Regions from separate parts of the Zea mays genome. Here region 1 is linked to region 2. Evidence: chromatin contacts called from public Hi-C data. All regions are on one chromosome and are shown on one strand. Each heading gives the region's core, a stretch centred on a gene start, on an enhancer-like site or on the middle of the called end of the contact. The rest is flanking DNA. Distances are from core to core; before and after follow the strand shown. Region 1 holds the start of LOC100126887 (cytochrome P-450 8). Region 2 holds the start of LOC100286355 (TPD1).

Region 1 (4,884 bases), core at 951-3,450, 180 kb after region 2:
GCCCGAGAACTTGGGACCCGACCGTACACCCGGGCTACGGCCAGCTCGCATGAGGGAACAACCAGACCAGCCGAAGCATTACGCGAGGCATTAAGACCTCGAAGGAGTGAAACCACTCCTCCGAGGCCTCGGGGGCTACACCCGGCGGGTGCGCTCGCGCGCACCCACCGGAACAAAATGCAACCGAGAAAGGCTAGTCCCCTTGCAAAAAAGTACGACGAAAGCCTCCAAGCGAGTGCTAACACTCCCTTCGAGGCTCGGGGGCTACTGTCGGGGACCATAATTAGGGGTACCCTCAAGACTCCTAATTCTCAGCTGGTAACCCCCATCAGCATAAAGCTGCTAAGGCCTGATGGGTGCGACTAAGTCAGGGATCAGTCCATTCGAGCGACTCGATCACGCCTCGCCCGAGCCTAGCCTCGGACAAGGGCAGCCGACCCCGGAGGATTTCCGTCTCGCCCGAGGCCCCCCTCCAACGGCGAACATATTTCCGGCTCGCCCAAGGCCCTGCCTTCGCTAAGAAGCAACCCTGACTAAATCGCCGCACCGACCGACCAAGTCGCAGGAGCATTTAATGCAAAGGTGGCCTGACACCTTTATCCTGACGCGCGCGCCCCCCGGCAGAGCCGAAGTGACCGCCGTCACTTCGCCGCTCCACTGACCGGCCTAACAGAAGGACAGCGCCGCCTGCGCCACTCCGACTGCGGTGCCATTTGACAGAGTGAGGCTGACAGGCAGTCAGGCCCATCCGAAGGCACCATAGGAAGCTCCGCTTCGCCCGACCCAGGGCTCGGACTCGGGCTCAGCCCCGGAAGACGGCGAACTCCGCTCCGCCCGACCCAAGGCTCGGACTCGGGCTAAGTCCCAGAAGACGGCGAACTCCGCTCCGCCCGACCCAGGGCTCGGACTCGGGCTAAGTCCCGGAAGACGGCGAACTCCGCTCTGCTCGACCCAGGGCTCGGACTCGGGCTAAGTCCCGGAAGACGGCGAACTCCGCTCCGCCCGACCCAGGGCTCAGACTCGGGCTAAGTCCCGGAAGACGGCGAACTCTGCTCCGCCCGACCCAGGGCTCGGACTCGGGCTAAGTCCTAGAAGACGACGAACTCCGCTTCGCCCGACCCCAGGGCTCGGACTCCGCCCTGGCCTCAGCCGACGACCTCCGCCTCGCCCGACCCAGGGGCTCGGACTCGGCCTCGGCCACGGAAGACAGACTCGACCTCGGCTTCGGAGGAGCCTCCACATCGCCCAACCTAGGGCGCAGGCCAGCCACGTCAACAGGAGGCGCCATCATCACCCTACCCCGAGCTGACTCGGGCCGCAGGGAACCAGACCGGTGTCCCATCTGGCTAGCTCCGCCAGATAGGCAATGAAGGCGCCCCGCATGCTCTGTGACGACGGCGGCTCTCAGCCCCCTTACGGAAGCAAGAGGACGTCAGCAAGGACCCAACCGCTCCGACAGCTGTCCCTCCGCCAGGCTCCATCGCTCCTCCGACGGCCACGACATCGCACCAGCTGGGTGCCAAAATCTCTCCGGCTGCCACGACGGCATGTACTTAGGGCGCTAGCTCTCCCCCGCTAGACACGTAGCACTCTGCTACACCCCCCATTGTACACCTGGATCCTCTCCTTACACCTATAAAAGGAAGGACCAGGGCCCTCTCAGAGAAGGTTGGCCGCGCGGGGACGAGGACGAGACAGGCGCTCGCTTGGGGCCGCTCGCTCCCTCTCCCACGTGGACGCTTGTAACCCCCTACTGCAAGCGCACCCGACCTGGGCGCGGGACGAACACGAAGGCCGCGGGATTCCCACCTCTCTCACGCCGGTCTCCGGCCGCCTCGCTCTCCCCCCTTCGCGCTCGCCCTCGCGCTCGATCCATCTAGGCTGGGGCACGCGGCGACACTCACTCGTCGGCCCAAGAGACCCCCGGTCTCGAAACGCCGACAATATGATATATAGAAACTATAATGATACACATGCAATTAACTAGTGCTGATAATATATTTACACTGTAGATTTTTCCGATAAGTAGAAACCAAATATTTCACCGCCACAAAAGGCTTCATCCCATCAGTTACCCATGTAGCAAAACCAAAATACTTGTGTGCGAGAGGCCAAGAGCCCAAACCACCGCCAAGGAAACCCCCAGCCCACCAGGCGCCTTCCTCTATAAATACCCTAACTCCGGTGGCCGAAGTTCCTCACCCATTCACTCACTCATCTCAAGGCCTAGGTAGCACCGTAGCAGCTACTAGAAGCAGCTAGCCAGAACAACTCGTCCATGGCGATGGCCTCCGCGGCTTGCTCATGCACGGACGGCACGTGGTGGGTGTACGCGCTCCCGGCGCTGCTCGGCTCCGACACCCTGTGCGCCCACCCGGCCCTCCTGGCTGGCCTGATCTTTCTGGCCACCGTCTCGGTGGCTCTGCTGGCGTGGGCCACGTCGCCGGGCGGTCCGGCGTGGACGAACGGCCGCGGCCGCCTCGGCGTCACTCCTATCGTGGGACCCCGTGGTCTGCCCGTGTTCGGCAGCATCTTCGCGCTGTCCCGCGGGCTGCCGCACCGCGCCCTCGCCGAGATGGCCCGCGCCGCAGGGCCCCGGGCCAAGGAGCTCATGGCGTTCTCCGTCGGTGACACGCCCGCGGTCGTGTCGTCCTGCCCGGCCACGGCACGTGAGGTGCTCGCGCACCCGTCATTCGCCGACCGCCCTGTGAAGCGGTCGGCCCGGGAGCTCATGTTCGCGCGTGCCATCGGGTTCGCGCCCAACGGCGAGTACTGGCGCCGCCTCCGCCGCGTCGCGTCCACGCACCTATTCTCCCCGCGCCGGGTCGCCTCGCACGAGCCGGGACGCCAAGGTGACGCGGAGGCCATGCTCCGCTCCATCGCCGCCGAACAGTCGGCCTCTGGCGCCGTCGCCCTCCGCCCGCACCTCCAGGCCGCCGCTCTCAACAACATCATGGGCAGCGTCTTCGGCACGCGGTACGACGTCACATCAGGCGCCGGCGCCGCGGAGGCCGAGCATCTCAAGAGCATGGTGCGCGAGGGGTTCGAGCTCCTCGGCGCCTTCAACTGGTCCGACCACCTCCCCTGGCTCGCCCACCTGTACGACCCAAGCAACGTCACCCGCCGGTGCGCCGCGCTCGTGCCGCGCGTCCAGACCTTCGTCCGTGGCGTCATCGACGAGCACCGGCGCCGCCGCCAAAACTCCGCCGCCCTCAACGACAATGCTGACTTCGTCGACGTGCTCCTCTCCCTCGAGGGTGACGAGAAGCTCGGCGACGACGACATGGTCGCCATCCTCTGGGTAAAGTTCAAATCGATCGCTTTCCTAGCTTGTTTAACTGCGCATACTTCTCAGTTCTCAACTGCGCATACCTGTCGGTTCTACAGTTTTGTGTCGGGCTGTCGGTTGTTCCCGGAAGGGAAAAAAAAGAACAAAGCTCTGTCGCTGAAAAAAACATACTGTACATGCATATAATTTGTTTTTGCAGGAGATGGTCTTCCGCGGTACGGACACGACGGCGCTTCTGACCGAGTGGTGCATGGCGGAGCTGGTGCGCCACCCGGCGGTGCAGGCGAGGGTGCGCGCCGAGGTCGACGCGGCTGTCGGTGCCGGAGGTTGCCCCACCGACGCCGACGTGGCGCGCATGCCGTACCTGCAGGCGGTTGTGAAGGAGACGCTGCGCGCCCACCCGCCTGGCCCGCTGCTGAGCTGGGCTCGCCTCGCCACCGCCGACGTGCCACTCTGCAACGGCATGGTGGTCCCGGCTGGCACCACGGCGATGGTGAATATGTGGGCCATAACCCACGATGCCGCCGTGTGGGCCGACCCGGACGCGTTCGCGCCGGAGCGGTTCCTGCCCTCCGAGGGCGGCGCCGACGTGGACGTCCGCGGCGTCGACCTCCGCCTGGCCCCGTTCGGCGCCGGGCGTCGCGTCTGCCCCGGCAAGAACCTGGGCCTCACCACCGTGGGCCTCTGGGTTGCCCGCCTCGTGCACGCCTTCCAGTGGGCCCTGCCTGACGGCGCGGCGGCCGTTTGCCTCGACGAGGTCCTCAAGCTCTCCCTGGAGATGAAGACGCCGCTCGTCGCCGCAGCCATCCCCCGCACCGCCTGATCCGTCCTGCCGCCGACGCGTCACGTCACGCGTTGTTTGCATGGATGATGGTATCTTTGTCTGTCTGTGTGGTCTTCGCTAAAGTTTGCTTCTTCTCGATCGTCGGTTCGTTCGTGCCTCCACCTTAGCCTAGGGTTTGGTTTCTTGCAAGGTAGTGAGTGTGTCTTAGTCTCACCATCACCGGGGCTCCAATTTTGGAAAGCTGCGTGTTAGGAGTTAACCCCTAGACATGTTTGCGTCTTGATCGCCACCACCCATCAGTATCAGCGCAGAAACTACATATAGATCAGTGTTTGTCGACCAGTCATGGAAGTCGTGTGCTCTCAAGTCTGATGTATTATATACATATATATGTATTGTAATGTGATTATCAAGAACCGTGCTATTTACATATTGCTGTTTAATTGAACTAATTAACTAAATGTCCCTTATATATATGTCCAGATCGGCCACTAATTAACTAGTTATTTTACAAATATTTACAAGTCGGTCGTCTTAAGAAATCAACGCACTTCAACAGTATTGAGCCGTCTGGTGTCAAATGAGACTTGCGTTCACTAAAGAACTTAATCAGGTTCTTTTTGAAGCACGTATTTCGATTGCCTGCTGCTGGCTGTAATATATCAATTCAAGCACTTAAACAGGTTCTTTTTCAGTGCAACAAGGGATGTAGAGGTGCCATGGTTTGGGTAAGCACTCATTTCTGTGGTTTATAGTTCGTGAGTAGTTCCTTATGTGTTTGCCTGCCCCTGGTTGTAATATATGATAATGC
Region 2 (4,886 bases), core at 1,471-3,970:
CGAGTGATGGAGAAAGAAAAATTTAACTCTCAAATTCGGGGCGTTATACATGGGTGGGGTTGGGTGCTGAGCAGGCACAGTAGTTGGTTGCGTGGAAGCTGAGGTACGTAGGGTAGTAGCTGAGAGGGGCGGGAGAACCAGTCAAAGAATGTGTGGCGGGCCTATAGTGTCACCGTGTCCACATGGCAGTCACTGAGAGAGGGACAGGAGAACCAGTCGAGGCGCGTGGGGCGGGTCTAGAGTGTCAGCGTGGAGGGTGAAGTGATAGCACATGTGTCTACATTAGGTTCTTAATAGAGTAGTATAGATAAATAAGTATTGAGATATTTATTCAAATATAATTACCGTTGATTTATAAACACTAAGTTATGTGTGGTTTGGTGCTTACCCCTAATGTTTGGAGCAAGGGGTTGTGGGTTCAAGTGCTTGCTTTGCTGCATTATTTTTTCTGTGGTTTGGTAGCACGGAGAGTAAAACCGTGGTAGCATGAGTTGTCTACATTAGGTTCTTAATAGTATAGATATAGATTTGCTCACTATAACAAGAAGGTGAAAATATTAGGATTTACTTGTATCCGAGTTTTATATGTATTATTTGAGGAGATATATAATAAATTTAAGGTTTAGCTTTTATTAATCTTTACAAGCTCAATGTTAAATTCAATGTTAAAAATAATAAGAAGAATTTTGCTACCATATATATCCGTTTTTATTCTATTCGTGAGTGATTGGCATGACCAAAATGATCGCCAAACTGATTACCACCAGTAAAATTTAATTTTTTTGAGCTAAGAGATTAAGCAGTCGGTCGACACATAAACAAGGATCCAGTCTCAAATCATGAACAGTGAATAATCACCGCCATATAACAAATAGAACTGTGTGGGTAATCTTGACAGGACGATGAAACTTTTGGCTCATCAGTCAAACATGGGTAGTACAGCTGTATGCTGGTGTGTACTACTTTAGCTATTGTCTATACACCTAGCGTGAAGCAGCTGCCGGCCGGTCAGGCTGCATCGAGCAGTTAGTACTAACTAGTCTTTCTCATATTTGGTACGTCGTCTGCATGTGTATGTCTGTCGGATAAACGCGTGCAGCGTCTTAGCTTGCGGCGAGGAAGCAAGATGCATCGTCCTGGCACTGGCACACATGCAAGTTGCTCGATCCCTGTGAGTGCTACGTACATGTTGTTACACTTTTATTTTTTTTATTATAGTGCTAATTAATCACAGCTACCCATCTGTCCTTGGTTTGACGGCTAATATAATATAACCATCGACGCATGCTAGTAGAGTACTAGATAGCACTACATGCAGGGTTTCCATGTGGTAGGGACGCTAGCCACAAAGGTTACCCATCTTTCTGCATGCGGAGTTGGGTTTCATATAACCTTTAAAAGCTGCAGCTAAGGCTACTCACAATGGGGATTTCATGTCTCTGTTTCCAAAAATGCCACATCAGATTTATGGATGAATGAAATACCCTCTCTCAATAGAGAGTTTCATCTCACTATTTCATATGTCAACATACTTCTTAAATGCTGCATATAAATAACCAATAGGATTTACTCAATTATATGAAGATCAAACAAAACACTCTCAATGGAGGTTTCACACAGTTTCCAAGATCTTGGAAACGAGTTAACATGGTTTCATCCCCATGAAACTCCATGAAACTCTTCCTTCTTAAATGATGTGACATGTCATCAAAATAGCTGATGTGGCAGGCTAATTAATACATGAAACACCCCATGAAACCTCCATTGTGAATAGCCTAATGGTGCGACTTTGTGGAAGATTGGTCGTTAGTTAGGCATATAGTACGTACTATACTAGAGTAGCTGGCATTGGGATGATGGGAACATTTAAGCAAAGTCTTGTGAGCTTCGTTCCAATGCTCCGGTTACCGATGCATGACTAGTTAATCTGCCGACAAGTACGTACGATGTCTACATGCATGGACGACAATGCATGCAGTGAACCCCCACGACACCACTCTGCGTGCCACCGGCCGTCTCAGCTCAGAACCGACCTACTACTAGCTTGGTAGAGTAGTCGTAATCTCTGCTAGGCCGGTTGCAGCAGTATTGAATGGTCATCAGCCTCGAGCTGAGCTGCTAGAATTAAACAACTTGCTGCTTTCTCGACTCTCATGCATGCATGCGCGCGCGCGTGTGACGACTGACGACGACGACTCTTGGACTGGAGCTTTTGTCGCGGATGCATGTTTGCTCTCGTTGAATCTTGATCGGTCCCCCGTGTATCGTGCACAACGCATGCATGCCGCAGCAGTACAGCTACATAGGTGTGTACTACTGATGATGAGATGCATGCATATATGGCCGGTGCAGATGGCAGTTCAGACGACATTGATAGCGCTACATATATATGTACTAAACCCTAGTCCCCTGGTATACTACTACAGTACAGGCCACTCCAGTTTCTCTGACGCAGACAATATTTGTATATTATTCACGTATTATTTACCAAACATTTTCTATTTTTCCCTTTTCTTATAAGAAAAATACCGGCCAGACGGCCAGTGCATGCTACAATGAAGCCAAAATCGGTCGGATGATGATAGATGAATCAATACCAACCATATGTACTCTAGTAGCACTATCTAGCTAGCTTCGCTAGGCCGGCCGTGCTGCACACAAACCAATTCAAAGTTGCAAACTGTTCATTAAATAAGTAAGCTGCCCCCTTTTATAAAGTAGTAGTAAACTATTATTAGCCTTTCTATTTATAGTGGCTGAGAGACGGGCGGACATTCTCGTACCACGTTCAAAACGGCAAGTCGATCGATCTGAAACCACAGATCGATCGACGACCAGCAGAAGACGACGTACGTGAAACCGCGAGACAGTGCGAGGACGACTGGGGTGTGGCGGTGCGATCCATCGACAAGGCCATGGGACAACGGCGCTTTGAGGACGAACGCGCAGCTCTGGCGACTGTGGCAAGCTTGCTGCTCATCCTAACGACAGCCCAAGGTATACGTATGTACGTGTGTTATTAATTCATGCACGCACATATGCAGCTTTGCATACATACATATAGTCGTGGCTAATTAACTGGGCTAATGTGAACCTTACCAGCTGCTGCTGCTGCTGCTTCTGGACGCCATCTGTCTTTGCCCACGCAGAAGGCGGCGGCGGCGCGCATGAACGACACCAGTAGTAGTGACATGCAGGTCATCACACCCGCGCCGCTCGCTATCTCGACGGCGGCTCGAATGGGGCCGGACGGGTGCTCCGGGGAGGACGTGGCGGTGTACCAGAGCAGCGCCAACCCTCTGCCCAGCGGCATCCCGGCCTACACCGTGCGCATCATCAACGTCTGCAGCGGGGGGTGCACCGTCTACGACGTCCACGTCTCCTGCGGCGACTTCGCGTCCACGGAGCTGGTCGACCCGGCCAAGTTCCAGCGCGTCGGCTTCAACGACTGCGTCGTCAAGGGCGGTGGCGCGCTCGAGCCCAGCGAGACCGTCTCCTTCCAGTACTCCAACTCCTTCTCGTACCACCTCAGCGTTGCGTCCGTCGCTTGCCGTTAGATAACTGCTGGTGAGCCAGTGCCGTTAAATAACTGAAGCCGTCGGCCCGTGATGATATATATATAACACCTGGAGTAGCTAGCTAGTTCCACGTACGTGTTGGTGTTGTGTTGAGTAGTCTACGTATGTGTACTTCGATCTGCATTGTGTTTGTGTGTGTCTAACTATTTCTACGGTCGTTGTTGTCGCTACACGTTTTTACGTCTAATACTATATTCTGGTGAATAAATTGAAGTTATTACTCGGTCAAGTTTAATCTGCCTGCCTGCATGGCAGCCAGCCAGGGCAGAGCACGTCCCATGCCGGTTCTACATGCTGATGATGAGCAGCTATCTCCTACGTATATCTTACAACTCTGAATTGAATTGCTTCATCGAGCCGACCTAAAAGTTGGCCTACTTAACTGGCCTTGATGGTTTCCATTTTTAGGCCCGGGTGGACCCAAAATAAAGCACGCGCTATAAGTTTTCTGTTCTGCATTAGTTGCCCACTCTCGGATTTAAGTATACATCTCGTATGTATAATATGATCAACTTTCACGTATACGACGACTCAGTGTATATAAACTAATATCATAATCTTTATTACCACTACACGACGGTTGAGTTTTAGCGACCCTTATTAGTACTAAGTGTTAGTCGCTAAAAGTTATAGACTGATAGTTGGTCGCTAAATACTTTTGTAGCCACGGTCTGTTGATCGCTAAAAGTCTAGAAATTTAACAACTTATGGTGGGTCGCTATAGAGGCTATTAGAGATTAATGGTGAGTCGCTATAGAGCAAGGTCGTTTTAGCGACCAACCGTAGATCGCTGAAGGCGCTTTTAGCAACCAATTGTAGGTCGCTGTAAGTGAACCATCGTGTACATAACAAAATGTCGAAGGTCCCCGAAACATTGTGCTAACAATTAAATATGTTCTTAGGATTATCAACAGATAGAGGACACAACCTTCGTCTCAACCAGAATGTAAAGAATGTGACGAAGCTAAGAAGCTTCAACAAATAGCTCTTATTTTCGGTGGCCTGGGTATGGCCGCCGAAAATAATAGCTTATTTTTGGCTTTTATTGCGTCCAGAAAACACCGAAAATAACCCTTATGCCACCGAAAATAGTTTATTTTTGGCGGTTCTTAACTGTCGAAAATGGCTTTCGTTACTATAGTGAATCTTGAGCCTTGGTGGACTGGCTGATTAACGGGATGAAAAGGAGAAGAGGCTTTGTCTCCAAAGCGGTGGCACATGAAGCAGAAGGGGGCGAGAAGATTCTAGAAGACTGATTGGCACAATGTTGAGAGAGGAAAAGTCCACCTTAATCTTGCGAGATTTGTA

The links. Hi-C and Micro-C count contacts between places; a contact is called where the count stands out from the background.
Region 1: a contact with region 2 is called in a Hi-C map of bundle sheath, with 3 times the contacts expected there. The contact joins the promoter of LOC100126887 here to the promoter of LOC100286355 in region 2. A contact is called at or near these places in 8 of 25 Hi-C or Micro-C datasets (bundle sheath, ear, endosperm and 2 more).

Annotation. Positions count from the first base shown.
Region 1 is chr1:249,354,426-249,359,309 of Zm-B73-REFERENCE-NAM-5.0, forward strand. It overlaps LOC100126887 (cytochrome P-450 8), which reads left to right and starts at 2,201. Exons shown (of 2, transcript NM_001112599.2): 1 at 2,201-3,301; 2 at 3,489-4,484. The coding sequence starts at 2,279. The coding sequence ends at 4,112.
Region 2 is chr1:249,173,734-249,178,619 of Zm-B73-REFERENCE-NAM-5.0, forward strand. LOC100286355 (TPD1) reads left to right here and starts at 2,721. Exons shown (of 2, transcript NM_001159242.2): 1 at 2,721-2,997; 2 at 3,103-3,623. The coding sequence starts at 2,916. The coding sequence ends at 3,557.